Regions from separate parts of the Mus musculus genome. Here region 1 is linked to region 2. Evidence: chromatin contacts called from public Hi-C data. All regions are on one chromosome and are shown on one strand. The core of a region is the stretch at or near the end of the contact, and the rest is flanking DNA. Distances in the headings are between cores, read along the strand shown.

Region 1 (7,468 bases), core at 318-2,817, 400 kb before region 2:
AAGAGAACCAAGGGAGTATGTGTCCGGCTCTCATCCTGTCTGAGCTGCTGCCTGAGCTGGGCCAGGAGCTCCTGGTGGCCGCAGAAGACCTTGGTAGACTCTGTGCTCTGCCAGAGGTGGTGGCGGATCTCTTGGTAGAGCCAACCCAGCTCCTGTCTGGCCAACTCCAGCTCTCGAAGCTGCTCCAGGACCTGATGGTTGGTCCTGGCCACGAACTGCTCGCTCAACTGCTTTAGGTAACGAGCGTGAGCCTTGTTCTTGGGGTTGACCAGGTCTCGGCTCCAGGACAGGTGGTGGGACTTTAGGGCTCCAGGCTGAGCATCTAGTATGCGCCCTTTAAGACCACTGAGAAGACTCTGGGCATTGGTATCCAGGCAGCCATCTACCAGCCGATCCACCATCTTCAGAGAGCAATCATCCAAGATGTGTTTATTGAGGTCCTGTACATCTCTCAGGAAGACGGTAGCTCCCTGGTCCCCTCTTGCTGAGCTCAGTAGGCCAAGCTCGATCTCCCACTCAATAACTACAAAACAGAGGACAAAAGGAGCCATCACAGTCACTGAGGCCTGAGAGGTACTTCTGGGAAACATGTTCGGAGGGACACAGACTGTGAAGTTTAACAAATGGGACAGTCACTTGGGATGGCTTGCAAAAGCCCACATGGCAGGTTAGGATGTGTGAGCACATGCATGTGTGTGTGTGTGTGTGTGTGTGTGTGTGTGTGTGTGTGTGTGTGAGTGTGTGTGTGTGTGTGTGTGTGTGTAGTGTATGTGTGTGTGTGTGTGTAGTGTGAAGTGTGTGTGTGTATATGTGTGTGTTCATGTGTGTGTATATGTATGTGTGTGTGTGCATGTGTGTATATATGTATGTGTGTATGTGTGTGTATGTGTGTGTATGTGCATGTGTGTGTGTGTATATGCATGTGTGTGTGTATGTGTGTGTGTGTGTATGCATGAGTGAGTGTATGTGGGGGGAGGTGGGAGGGGGGCAAAGAAGTATTTACATATCACACCTGTGAAGATCAGTGACCAGCCAGCCTACCCAAAACTGTGAACTTTGGATTCAAGAAGAGACTTTGTCTCAAAGGAATCAGGTGGATAGTGACAAAGGACATTACTGATGTCCTGCTCTGGCCTCCATTTGGAGTACCCACATAATCACATGTACACCACACACAAAAAAGAAAAGCCCACAGCTAAGACAGCAGGGTGGGGCCCACCTCCAATCCCAGGCCTCAGGAGTCTAAGGTGAGGGTTGCTGGGATGAGGCCAGCCTGGGATAATAAACAATCACTTCTTTTTTTACACTTATTTATTTAGTTAAGTCAATTGAGGGGATGGCATTTGTGGGTTTGTGGGTGTTTGTGCAACCGAGCATGTGTGGAGGTCAGAGGACAACTTGTAGAACTCAGGACTCTCCTATCACGGGAGTCATCAGCCCTGGTGGCAAATACCTTTAGTTCCTGAGTCATCTGGCTAGCTGAGCATACACAATTCTAAGCTAGCTTAGACTACACAGGAGGCCTTGCCTCAAAAGAAAAAAAATTTTAACCACACACAGTGTGTGATCCCGTTGATAAGAAGTGTCCAACAGCAAAGCTAAGCCAGGAGAATGGGAGTGGCTGCTTCATGGGGACAGCCTCTTATTAAAGTGACAGAGTGCTCTGGAATTAGTCCGACCGAGGTGGCAGTATTAAATGTCCCTCCACTATTAGCTTTACAGATGGGGATTTCAGCCCTGTGAGCTCAGTGTCCTCTTCACATAGTCGATCAACAAACACTCCACTCCTGCATGAGTTAGCAGCTGCAGTGCACGTGAGGGCTTGGCACTGAGGTTACCTTAGGTACCAAGTGAGTGAAACCATGCTCTCAGACACGAAGCAAGGGGCCATGGGACTGTGAAGGCAGAGGAAGAAGAAAGGATTCTTAGAGTTTGGAGTCTTTACTAAGTAGCCAGGTGGAAGAGACTCCTGCAGTCTGGGAATAAGCTTGATGGGCCAAAAAAAAAAAAAAAAAAAAAAGAAGAGTCTGTACATTTGGACACTCTGACACTGCAGCAAGAGTACAGCAAACCACACCCCGGTGAGTCTGCCTGAGTGTGTGCCGGTGGAATTGTTTTTATGAGGCAAGCTGTAAGCCTGCAGCTGGCTGATTCCTGTTGTAAGTTGTACCATAGCTGTCCCGGGACTCCTTTATCTTTTAAAGATTTATCTCTACACAGCTTTGCCTGTCCTTGCTACACAGATTAGGCTAGCCTCAAACTCAGAGAGTCTGCTTCTGCCTCCTCTACTGGGATTAAAGAACCATCAAGCTTGTCTTTACTTTTTAGTTATGTGTAATATGTGTGTGCGGGTGTGCGTGTGAGGAAGGAGTCTGGGGAGCAGAACTGAACTCGGGTCCTTTGGAAGACAGACCAGCCAGTGCTCTCCTGCTGGAAGACCAGCCAGCGCTCTCCTGCTGGAAGACCAGCCAGCGCTCTCCTGCTGGAAGACCAGCCAGCGCTCTCCTGCTGGACCAGCAGTGCCTCCAGACTCTTAGCTTTTTTGCAGCCTGAGCTCCCACTGACTTGTCTCAAGAGGCTCTTGTTTTGAAGGAGCAGCCAGATCTAAGGAGATATTTTTGAAGCCTCTCTGGGGCTCAGTGGAGTCTCCCTGCTCTCCGAAGATGGAAGGGCCAGGCCCTTGGAGATCCTACATTCCAGTCAAGGACAAGAGTCAACAGAGGGCCTTTCCAAGACAGGCTTGGCAGCAAAGGGCTGTTACCTCAGCTACTCAGTCTCCTGAGGCAGGAGGATCACAGGTTCAAGGCCAGCCTGGGCAGCTAAAAAAAAAAAAAAGCTGGGACAGAAGAGCCCGATGTTGTCTGAAATCTAGTTAATTGGAAAGCACCATTGTTAAGTTAAATTCTGGGTCTTGGGGCCTGTTCAGCAGAACTCTATTCATATAAATTCCTGTGCTGTGACTCAGTAGGCAGAACACTGCCTTGTGTGCAGGAAGCTTTAGACTCTGTTGCCCTGCCTCTCCAAGTCTACCAATGTCCGACAGCCTTCTGATCTCAGCGCAGAATGGCAGGATCCCCTTTTCATAGAGGCTTTCCTCTTTTCATCCTGGGGGATCCCAGACCCCACACACTATACCTTCAGAAAGTCATGTAGCCTTGGTTAGATTACAGGTTCACCTTCCCTTGTCCTGCTAGAAACCTGTTTAGCTAGCACCTGAGATTCCTGGAATGCCTCCCCATGTTAATGAGGCAGCTCAGTACCTTAGACGTCAGACCTTTGCCCACTGTGGATATTTCTACCCTATAGCCCCAAATCTATATAACCCTTGATTTACCCTGAGTAAAGTTTATGTGTCTCCCCAAAGCTGGTTCTGATGTGTCATTATTATTGTTTGTACTCACAGGTCATCCAAAACCCTGTTCATTAATTCTGTTCCCTTCACCTTTGTGGGCCAACAACCCACGGGAGAAGGAGACCCACAGGATTCCACCCAAACATAAGCCTGGAGTGGTGATGCTCACCTGCCATCTCCATATTCAGGAGGCAGAGGCAGGGACGTTAGGAGTTCAAGGTCATCTTTGACTACATAACAGGTTTAAGCCTACCCTGAGCTACATGAGATCCTATCCCAAATAAATAAATAAATGTTTGTTTGTTTGAATGCTCCAAGAGGCTCGGTGGGTGAAGGGCTTGCCATAGACTCATGAGGACTCCAGCTGGTATCGTCAGCACTCACATAAAGGCATGCTGACTGTAACCTAGCACACTGGAAATGGAGAGAGAGGCTCAGTGGAGCAAGCTGGACACCTACTCTAGCTTAATCTGTGAACTCTGGGTTCAGTGAGAAACCCTGCCTCAATGTACAATCAGAAGATAACTGACAATCTCCGGCTACACATTTGCATACACACTCTTAAGCACCTGTGCACGAATATGCATTCTCGAGCACACACACACACACACACATTGCTTTCTAAGGTCAGTGAGTATCAGCATGAGTATCATTTGAGTTCCTGCAAATTGTCCTCTGACCTCCACATGTCTCCATGGCTGGCACACACTCCCCAGCCAATAAATAAATGCCTATATAAAAAATAAATAAATGCAGCCAGGCATGGTGGCATGTGCCTTTACTCCCAGCACTTGGAAGGCAGAGGCAGGCGGATTTCTGAGTTTGAGGCCAGCCTGGTCTACAGAACAAATTCTAGGAAAATTGAAGCTATACAAAGAAACCCTATCTAGAAAACAAAACAAAAGACACCCTCCCAAAACCAACATCATATCATCAGCAACAATAACAACAACAACAACAAAAGGAAGGAAGGAAGGAAGGAAGGAAGGAAGGAAGGAAGAAAGGAAGGAAGGAAGGAAGGAAGGGAGGGAGGGAGGGAGGGAGGGAAGGGAAGGGAAGGGAAGGGAAGGAATGGAATGTATTGCATTCCTGAACAATTTCAGTCCCAGGCAAACTGAGATGGCGGTCACCCTGGGAGATAGGAGGGCAGAGCCAGGGGTCAAGAAGAGGGTCCTAGAGACTAACATTGGCCAAGGTTATGCAGTCTCTTGAGAGCCAAGCAGGGTTAACATTCACTGAGATGATACACTACTTCACTTGCGTTTGAGATCACAGGGGACATGTTGGCTTGGGTGTCCTGTGTCCCATGGACCTCTGGAGGTTCCTTGGGTCTCACCTGATCGGTGATAGCACATCCATTGCTCCTGGCTGATGAGGCCTAGCCTCCAGGCCTCCTGGGCTCCACCTCTCAGGACAGAGGTTAAGGTGGCCTCCTCAGGCCCTGGGACCACCAGTGAGCCTGAAGGCTGCAAGACGTAGGTTGGAGGAATGGTGTTGTCGTCTCTCTGGAAATGTCTGGTCACCAGCTCCAGATCTCGAGGCCTGGAGGTCAGCTGAGCTCTTAGTGCCTCCCACTCCTTTTCCTCAATCCTCCGGGGAACCGGGCAGGGGCCGTACTGGTCACCCAGGAGGGCCTGGGAGGGAGGGAGACAGAGACAGGCATGGGTTCAAATCCCACCTGACACTGAACTCTGGGACTATGAAGGAAGCACACTGAAGGGACACCAGCTTGGTGTTCATGGTCACCTGATGGTGTGACTATTACACAAAGAAGCTGGTGTGGAGACAATCCCCACACTCAGGGTGGAGGCTGAGGTGGGAAGTGTGGGAGATTTAGGCCAATGTGGACAGCAAAGGAAGGCTGTCTCAGACAAATGGGGAGCCTGCAACAGCTACAAGATGGAGGAGGGACGGGTGTGGTGGCACACGCCTTTAATCCCAGCACTCACGAGGCAGAGGCAGGCGGATTTCTGAGTTCGAGGCCAGCCTGGTCTACAGAGTGAGTTCTAGGACAGCCAGGGCTATATAGAGAAACCCTGTCTCGAAAAAACAAAACAAAAAACCAACCAAACAAAAAAGATGGAGGAGGGGGGAAGGGGAGTAGTGATGAGGAAAGGAGAGAAGATGGAGGAGGAAGAACACATAGGATGGGAGGAGAGGGTCGAGAAACACCCAAAAGTAGTAGTTCACACAGGCCAGTGTGTGATTGCCTGCACATGCTCCTGTGCATGCACGTGTGTCTGTGCACTTGTGGAGGGGTTCACGTGTACACGCACATGTACATGTGAAGGAAACAAGTGGGTTTCTGCTGTTTTGAGTCAGGGCTCTCATGTTGCCCAGGCTAGCCCCTGCCTCAGCCTTCTGGGCAACTGAGCAGAAAAGCACAGGCCACCAATCCTGGGTCCCTTTTGGCCTCACAGGAACAAGATAGCCAAAGGAAGGCCTTCCAGCCTCACAGGGGAAGTTTGGGGCAAAAGCCCTCATTCATTTGGGTTAGTGTGGTGGGAGCTAGAGAGGTTTTGGGAGCCATCACCAGGAGTCCTTGATACTGGAGCCCAGAGAGGCCCAGCCTCTAAAGGAGCCTGGGGAGTCTGGGGCCTGTTAATGAGTTATTTACCACAGAACCTTCTCTCCAGGGCACCAGTGTGGGTCTGATTTTCATGGAAAGTTCCCTTAACAATAGTGGCAGTGACAGACAGGCTCTGGGGGCAGAGAGGGCAATGCTGGAAGGGAAGTCAGTAGAGCTCAGCTGTGCAGCCACAGGTCTAGAAGTTTCCAGACTGGTGGCATGGACATGAAGGAGGTCTGAGGACAATCCCTCCCCCGATCCCCCATGCGGAGGAAGCTTTCCCCAGCCAGCAGTGTTGGCTGAGAGTTAGCTCCCCTTGAGGAGGGTTGTTTATTTTTGCCCTTGGGGATATTTCCCACTTTAAAAAAACTTTTTTCAGGACTTTTGAGATGGCTCAGTGAGTAAAGGCATTTGCCACAGACCCAGACAGCTGAGTTTAATCCCTGGAACCCACAAGGTGGAAGAAGAAAGCAACTCTTGCAAGTTGTTCTCCGACTTCCACATTCAAGCCAAGGCCTGGGCTCCATGCACATACATACATGCATACATACATACATGCATGCATGCATACATACATACATACATACATACATACATACATACATACATACATGCATATATACACACATACATACACACACACATACCCAGAACTGGACAGACTAGTGGAATAGGCCTACCATTCCTGCACTCCAAAGCCGGAGGCAGGAGAATTGGAGGATTGAGTTAATGACTAGCTTTAGCTACATGGTAAGCTTGAAGCCATCCTGGACTACCTGAGAACCCTTCTCAAAAGGAAAAACAAAACCCAGTTCTCCTTTGAAACTCAACATGATTGTTAGGCCTTTGGGAAAATAAACTTAGGAGCATAGAAAAAGAACTGAGAAGTGGGGTTACAAACACGAGGGCCGTGTGTGTGTGTGTGTGTGTGTGTGTGTGTGTGTGTGTGTGTGTGTGTGTGTGACTTTTAGTCCTCCCTCTAAGTACTTAAATGGTGATTATGGACTATTGTGTGTGCAGTACCCACAAAGGCCAGGAGAGGGAGTCAGATTCCCCAGGAGCTGGAGTCACTAGCATATATGAGCCACCTGATGTGGGTGCTGGATCTTCTGTGATTACAGCAGGAGGTCCTAACTTCTGAACCATCTCTCCAGCCCACAGTTTATCTCTTGAGACAGCAACACTCCAAGAACCCAGAGCTCATCAATTGCCTAATTTGGCTGTCAGTGAGCTCCAGAGATCCATCTGTCTTTGCCTTCTGGATGCTCGGGATCTGAACTCAGGTCCTCAGACTTTCACACCAGACATATTACACACTGGGCTGAGAAAATAATTTAAAGCAGTAATAATTAAAACATACTGGGCTGGAGAGATGGCTCAGCAGCTGAGAGCACTCGCTGCTCTCCCAGAGGTCCTGAGTTCAATTCCCAGCACTCACATGTTGGTGCACAACTATCTGTAATGGGATCAGATGGCTTCTTCTGTCATTTGCATTCATACATGAAAACTGAGCATTCATATACATAAATAAATAAATAATTTTTTAA
Region 2 (7,769 bases), core at 4,501-7,000:
AAGGGTGGAGCCCTTGCCTAGAATCCCACCCCCCCCACACACACACAGTGAGGGGCTTGAGGGCCTGGCTCAGCTGTAGAACACTGGATTAGTATGTGCGATGTTCTGGGTTCCTTCTCCAACACAACAAAAATATAATGACTAAAATAGCAACCAGGTAAGAAGTTTTCTCTAGCAGAATTTGTCAGGGTCTCAGGAGCCCCGGGTACTGTCCCCTCACTTCCTTATGTACAGTTACCACCTGGTCCCCCGGTGCTCAGATCTGCCCCCCAGGCCACCATTTGCTGGAACCCAGCACAGAGGTGGCAGCATAGGGTCAGGCTCACAGGTGGTTGTCACTAGCTCACAGTGGCAAAGGGGAAATGGGGCTTTCGTGGTCTCTGGGTCCTCAATTTGCATAACTACTTTTACATAGAAACCTTTCCAAGCTGTGCTCAGCAACCCTGCAGTGGGCCGTGGGGCAGGGCCCAGGGACAGCCACTGGTGCTTCCCATTTTGGGGGAACGTTATCACCAATGTCTTCCTAGAAAGGTGACAGTGTGGTGACAGCTGGCACCCTAGGTCTCCTGGTGGCATCTCTGCCTTTCTCTGGCATCTGGGAAGGATGACACCTTTCTGAGGTTGGAGAGGACACTGACTCTGTGGAGGTGACAGTGACCACTGGAAGAGCCTTTCCTAAGTGGGCCCCCCTCATGTGCCCTGTGATATCTCAGGAACCCCTCTGGGAAATGTCATACTCCAGTCTACTTGTGCAGTGGAGGGAACTGAAGTTAGATGGAACAGCTGTCTAAGCAGATGTTGCCCTTCCCCCACCCTGGGTTGATGACAAATCCACTTCAGAAGGGGTGCAGGTCAGTAGCAGGGTGCAGGCCAGTAGTGGGGTGTGGGTCAGTAACAGGTTATCTCAGAGCTCTGAACGCCTGAACAGGGTCCCACCTTTGTTCTGGGTGGGAGGGACTGAAGGGAGCACAATGACTACTTACTTAATGTAGATGGCTTTGCTGTGTTGCATTGGGTGCTGGGGGGAGGGGGAGTATGAACATGTGGGTGTAGGTGCCTGTGGAGGACAGAAGAGGGTGCTAGAGCCCTGGAGCTACAGTTGTAGGTGGCTGTGAACCTCCATGTGGGAACTGAACCTGGGTCCTTCACAAGACCAAGTGCTCTTAACTACTGAGCCATCTCCCCTGCTCTTAACTACCCCTACCATCTCCCCTGCTCTGTTTCTAAGCTTCTAAGCTAAGACCTGTTCCTTCTATATAGCCTAGACTAGCTTCAAACCCGTGGCAATCCTCCTGCCCCAGCTCCCCAAGTCTTGATAATCCCCAAGTGTGAGCCACCATACTCAGCTGTTTGTTTGTTTGTTGTTTGAACTTCAGGCCAAGTTCAAGAATCAATCCCTCTGCCTCTGAGTGAGGTATGACAGGCTGAGTCACTATGCACAGCTCTTTTCCTTTTGAAATTTCTGGTTTTTGGTTTGGGGAAATTCTTTGTTTGTTTGTTTTGTTGTTGACAGAATCTCACTATGTAGCTCAGGCTAGTCTCAAACTTGCAGTGTTCCTCCTGCCTCTGTTTCTGAGTACTGAACCAACAGGCTCTGCCACTGTGCCCACCTCCCAGAGCTTCCTTGGTGCCGACTGAGCCCTTCTCCCCACCCCCCCCAGCCCTCTACTTCTCTGTGTTTCCTACTCAGAACAGCTTTCTCAGAAATGCCAGCCCTGCAGCTTGTGAAACATCCTCTCCACTGCCTGGCATCTCAGTGGAGCTTGCTGTGCAAACATGCAGGGGACTCGTGGCTCAGTGAGCGCCACCTATGGGGGGCTGAAGGGATGCTCTCCAGGCCCTTCCTACCTGCTGTTCCCCTAGCATGGGAGTCCACTGTGAGTGTCACTTGGACACAGTGGTTCTATGCTCCCTCTAGACACCAAGGGGAGGAGAAGACAAGGCTATGAGTGGGCAGCCAGGGGCCCCTCTATCTGTAACCCTGCAGTCTGGCTTTGTTGAGCCTCAGTTTCCCCTTTGGGAAATGGGATGATGCTCTGTACTTGGTTATGGATGTCTCAGTTCCTGGTACTGGAAGGCCTTGAATATACCCTCTTTATCCTGGTATGATGGTGCACACCTTCCATCCCCATCCTGGCAGACAGGCGGGTGGCTCTCTGTGAGTTCCAGGCCGGCTTGGTCTCTATATACTCGATAGTGGTCTTTCTCAGACTCCTGCTGCCATTTGTCTGCTCCATCCCACCTCCCAACCCCCACCCCTTTTAAAAATTGACAGGGAAAAGATACTGCCTGCTGTGACCAGCCTTTGGGAAGGTGAGGCAGGAAGATTACAAGATCCATCAATCTGAGCTACAGAGCTTTGGGCATCCCTGACTCACGAAGGTATGATGTGTATGTGGCTGTAGCTCTGAATACACGAACCAGGCCCAGGTCCCACCCCAGTGCACATCAGCTGGGTGTGGCACACATGTCTGATCTCAGCATAGGGAGGGAGGAAAGATGATCTGGAGTCAAGGTCAGGGCTGGTCAGTTTGGTAAAAGATCTTGCTGCCAAGCTCAATGATTTGTTCAACCCTTAGAACCCAGATGGTAGGAGAGAACCAATTCCTTCCTACAAGTAGTCCTCTAACCCCCAAACACGTCCATTGACAACTAAGAAATAAACATAATTTTAAAATCAAACAAAATTAAACAAAGGTCTAGAGAGATGCATCGGTAGATAAGCTCACTGCCTGTGCCTGCAGAGAACCTGAGCTGGGACCCTGGAACTCACGTGGCCCAGTCACAACCCTTAGTCCAGTTCCAGGTCCACAGGCCTTCATAGCCACCTGCATACACGGGCACACAGATAACTAAAATACATTGTTACACTAATTAGTTGCTAGCTAAATTAAAAAAGAGGGGAGGAGGGCTGAGAACGGGAAGGGAGGGGGAGAGGCGAGGAGGGGTGAGGAGGGGCAGGGTGGGGCGGCAATTGGAAGCTGAGACCCGGAGGTAATCTGTAGATGTCTGATAAGGCTGGAGTTGTAGATGGGGACTGGAAGGGCAGCCAGGCACGTGGGGTGTACTGAGGCAGGGTCTCTCTAAGTACTGCCCGGGGTGGGGGGAAGGCCCTGAAGGCATTAGCACATTTAACCAGAGGGCTGCCCAGGTCCAAGTCTCCTGTAGTGGCTGCAACTTTCACCAGCCCAATTTTCAAAGTTGTGTACCTGGGCCCCTGGGAGGTAAGGAGCCTCCCGACATGGAAGCCAGCCCTGAGGAGGGAGCTCGGACCTGCAGGTCTTTGACTTCTATTCCTCACCAGTACTTACAGATATTGAGGGACACGTGGCCACACTGAGGCCTGGCACAGGCTAGTAACCCACCAAGAGTCTTTGGCCCAGAGTGACTTTTCAGGCACAGGGGCTGGGAGCTGCCCTCTGGGTGGGGTCTGGCCGAGTTATATCTGGCACAGCCGTTCCCTTTGGGTGGCTGCAGCTGCCCAGGCGGGGGCCACAGTGCCTGCTTCACCACCCGTCCCGGCAGGTGCCAGTGGCCGCTTTACATAGCCACGCTTGGCGTCCTTCGCTTGCCTCTGCCTGGCTCTGAGCAGGGGCCACGCGGACTGGAGAGATTGGGCCTTGGTCTCACTTCTACTTTTCACTTTTACTAGCCTGAGGAGAAAAGCGCTTGTCAAAGGGACCTGGTAGTTTGGGTATGTGCTCCACCTGGATGCCATAGGGAAGGTACAACTGCTTCTAGTTGGCCAGCCATATAACAGACTAGGCTGTGGTGGCCAGGGCCTCTGGGCTGCTGTGTGGCCCCAGGCTAGTGTCTTTCCTACTCTGGGCCTCCATTTGTAAGTCTGGAAAATGAAAGTAATTACAGCAGTATCTTTATAATCCGTCACTTCACTCCAGTTTGTATTGGGAGGCCTTAGAGGAACCAACCAAACAACCGGCCTCCCAAAGGGCAGTGGTGATGCACACCTTTAATCCCAGCATGAGGGAGTCAGAGACTGGGGGAATCTCTGAATCTGACCAGCCTGGTCTACAGAAGGAGCCCTTAGGACAGTCTGTGCTATACAGAGAAGTCCTGATTCCAAAAGCCAAAACAAAACAGTCTCATTGTGTAGCCCTGACTGGCCTGGAACTCACAAAATTTCTCTTGCTTCTGCTTCTGAACACACAGAGATTAAAGGTGTATACCACCATGCCTAGATCTCTCTCTCTCTCTCTCTCTCTCTCTCTCTCTCTCTCTCTCTCTCTCTCTCTCTCCCACCCCACCCCGTTTAAAGAGCACATGTATTTGCTGTATTGTACTGTGTTTGTATAAGCCAGTGGACAGCTTGCAGGACACAGGCCCTGGGTATCCAACCCTGATTGTCAGTGGCAAGTGCCTCCGATGAGCCATTTTGTTGCCCCCCTTTTGTTTGGGGTGTGTTTCTTTTATGAGATAGGGTTTCCTCTCTGTAGCCCAAGCTGGCCTGGATTTCATTATGCAGCCAAAGCTGCTCTCAAAAAAATTTTCCAGCCGGGCGTGGTGGCGCACGCCTTTAATCCCAGCACTCGGGAGGCAGAAACAGGTGGATTTCTGAGTTCGAGGCCAGTCTGGTCTACAAAGTGAGTTCCAGGACAGCCAGAGCTACACAGAGATATATGTATATGTATATATATATGTATATGTATATATATATATGAGTATATAATATATATGAGTACCCTGTCTCACACCAGAAGAGGGCATCAGATCCCATTACAGATGGTTGTGAGCCACCATGTGGTTGCTGAGAATTGAACTCGGGACCTCTGGAAGAGCAGCCAGTGCTCTTAACCACTGAGCCATCTCTCCAGTCCCTAAGGATCATGTTGAGCTCTAAATTCCTGTCTCCACACCTGGAATGCTGTGTTTATGCTGGCGGTGGAATTCAGGCTTTTACAAATGCTGGGTGAGAGCTCTACCAACTGAGCCTCAGTAGGAAGCCCTGGCTACTCTTCTATTCATTAATTTCCAAGTTTTAGTTGTGTGTATGTATCTGTAAGGGGGTTTGTGCACATGAGTAAGTGCAGATGCCCTCAGAGCCTCTCGATCAGGGTGCTGGGAACTGCACTCCCATCTCTGCGCTAGCTCTTGATCACTATACCACCCCTCCATACCATTCTGTTGCTGTTGTTTTGAGATGGGGTTTCACTATGTAGCCCTGGCTCTCCTGGAACTCACCCTGTAAACCAGGCTGGTCTCGAACTCACAAAGATCTGCCTGCCACAACCATCCAGCGCACACCCCAATTTTTATTTACTTTATATTGTGTGTGTGTGTTTGCTTGCATGTATGTGCACTGCATATATACCTTCTGCCTGCACAGCTTAGAGGGGGTCAGCTCTGCTGGAGCTGAGTCACAGATGATTGTGAGGGTGCCGTGTGGATGTCGGGAACTGAACCTAGGCTCTCTGCAAGAGCAGCAGGTGCTCCTAGCTGCTGAGCCGCCAGTTCTCCAGCTCCGGCCTTGCTTTCACTTGAACATGGGTCTCTCTCACAGGCTGGTTCAGGCATGACCTGGCCTCCTACTTGGTTTTTCATTTAGGACAGAATCCAAGCTGTGAAGGGGAAAACTGGCCCAGAGAGGTGACGCCACATGCTCGGGCTGCCCAGCGGCTAGAGAAGAGGCTGTGGCTCTCTAGAGGGCCTCTGTGATCCGATCCTCATATCTCTGGCCGCAGGCTTCTGAGGGATGTGGAAATGGAGTCTCCCTCCAACCTCACAAGAACAGTCCAGCTCATGGCAGGAGTCGAGTCGGGCTTAAATAGCGGCTCCCAAAATATCAGGCCAAGGATAGGCTGAGCTCGGCGCGGGCGCAGTTGGCTCACTTCGTGGTTTCCTGCTTGCTAAGATGTTTCCTGCCGATAGCCACTGGCAGCCTTATCTATGACCTGGGGGACACTCAGGGGACAGGCTGTCCTGGCCCTGGCAGGGGCTGTGAGGATGGGGAGGGGGCAGGGCCCAGATGACCGTGGCTGGGCACTTTCGTGCACACAGATTTTGGGAAAGAACACTGTATTCGGAGTCCCGTGCCATACTGCTGAGCCCTGGATGTCTCTGCTTTCACCACTCTCCAACCCTCTGTGTCCATCAAGGGGCTCCAAGTCCAGGGGCACACAGATGTCCCCGGCCCTGAAACACAAAAGTGTCTGGAGGAGGGTCACTGCAGGTGAAGTTTCACGGAAGTTCACCAGGAAGATCGTTTGGAAGGGGTGACCAGGCTAAAGAAACACATGTGGGAATGCTCAGAGTCAAGCTTCTACTGTCCCCATTTCCCAGAGGAGGAAATGGAGGTTATAAGATGGAGCTCTAAGTCTGAAAGTCTGATTCTTTAAAGTTTTTTTTTTTTTTTAACTTTTAAAATTTGTGTGAGTGCATGTCCTTATGCCACGGTGTACATGGAGAAGTCACAGGGCAACGCAGGGGAGTCATCTCTCTTCTTCTACCACGTGGGTCCTGGTCCTAAGACTTGGCATCAAGCACCCACAGAGCCCTCTCGCCCCCTGGAAATCTGATTTTTCCCCTCTGCCCTCACTGACCAAGACAGACTTTTGGAGAATTCCTTTGCTATTGTTGTGGTTGTGGTTTTGACCTAGGGCCTTGTTCTGTGGCCCAAGCGGCCTGAAGTCAGTCTCCTGCCTCAGCCTCCCCAGCGCGGGCACACACCACATCGCCACATCACCAGGCTCAGAATATTGTTCTTTTATTTTAAAAACTCGGGTTTTTTCCTTTTCTTTCTTTTTCTTTTCTTTTCTTTCTTTCTTTCTTTTTTTTTTTTGAGATAGGATTTCTCTGTGTAGCCTTGGCTGTCCTTGCTCTCAATTTGTAGTCCAGACTGGCCTTGAACTCATAAAGATTCAGCTGCCTTTGCCTGTGTCTCTGCCTCCCTGGTGCTGGGACTGAAGTTCTGTTTCAGCACATCTGGCCCTTAAAAAGTGTTTTTATTACAAATACATAAATGACACTCAACATATGACTACCTGTGTGTGTGTGTGTGTGTGTGTGTGTGTGCGAGCGCGCGCGCACGCGTGTGCACATTTGCATGTGTGGGTGATCAGAAAGGAAGTTCATTGCTATGAATTCACTGAGACATTAAAGACATGCATGAGTGACACAGTGACAGCCTTCACTTGAAATAGGAGCATCTCATTTTCTCACTCCCTACAGCTCATAAAATCCTGCAGGGCATCTGCGTGTATGGGCCAAGATGAGGCACTTGCCATCAAAGGACCCACAGGGAGGAAGGAGAGACTCCTACAAACTGTCTTCTGACCTACATACATGGTACACACACACACACACACACACACACACACACACACACACACACAGAGAAATGTTTAAACAGGTGTGTATCAATGGAGGTTCATGGCCAGCACAATGGGACTCATCTACACTGTGGAATATTATTCAGCCTTGAAAAGGAACAGAGCTCTGACTCACATTGCCACAAGGACAGACCCTGGGGATGAGACACTGAGTGGCAGAGCCAGGCATAGAAAGCCCCACAGGATGGAATCCCACTGCCATACAGTACCCAAATCAATCCAGACTGACACAGGCTGCCAGGGGCTGAGGGAGGGAGTGGGCCAAGACTGCTGTTGGATATGAGTTTTCTTTCTGGGTAAAAAGAGTGTTCTGGAACTTAGTAGAAGTGATAGTTGTACTACACTTACTTCTGAATTTCACCAATGTATTTCATGTGGATTTAAAAATCAATTAAAATAGTTTGAGGGGCTGAGGCTATAGCT

Evidence for each region. A called contact is a pair of places that touch in the nucleus more often than the background predicts.
Region 1: a contact with region 2 is called in a Hi-C map of the G1E-ER4 cell line, with 3 times the contacts expected there. The contact joins two enhancer-like sites. A contact is called at or near these places in 5 of 484 Hi-C or Micro-C datasets (the G1E-ER4 cell line and embryonic stem cells) and 2 of 115 datasets of contacts at active chromatin or transcription factors (both in embryonic stem cells).

What each region holds. Positions count from the first base shown.
Region 1 is chr8:72,659,665-72,667,132 of GRCm38.p6, reverse strand. Nwd1 (NACHT and WD repeat domain containing 1) reads right to left here. Exons shown (of 19, transcript NM_176940.5): 4 at 4,689-4,986; 5 at 1-523. Among named protein-coding and RNA genes, the nearest start is that of Nwd1, 17 kb to the right of the region's middle. Within about 2 kb of position 1,567, at least 65 of the 459 cell types and tissues checked have an H3K27ac peak or open chromatin away from gene starts, as enhancers often do. A contact at or near this core is called in the G1E-ER4 cell line, where this site is marked.
Region 2 is chr8:72,266,597-72,274,365 of GRCm38.p6, reverse strand. No RefSeq gene overlaps it. Among named protein-coding and RNA genes, the nearest start is that of Gm51537, 11 kb to the left of the region's middle. Within about 2 kb of position 5,750, at least 105 of the 459 cell types and tissues checked have an H3K27ac peak or open chromatin away from gene starts, as enhancers often do. A contact at or near this core is called in the G1E-ER4 cell line, where this site is marked.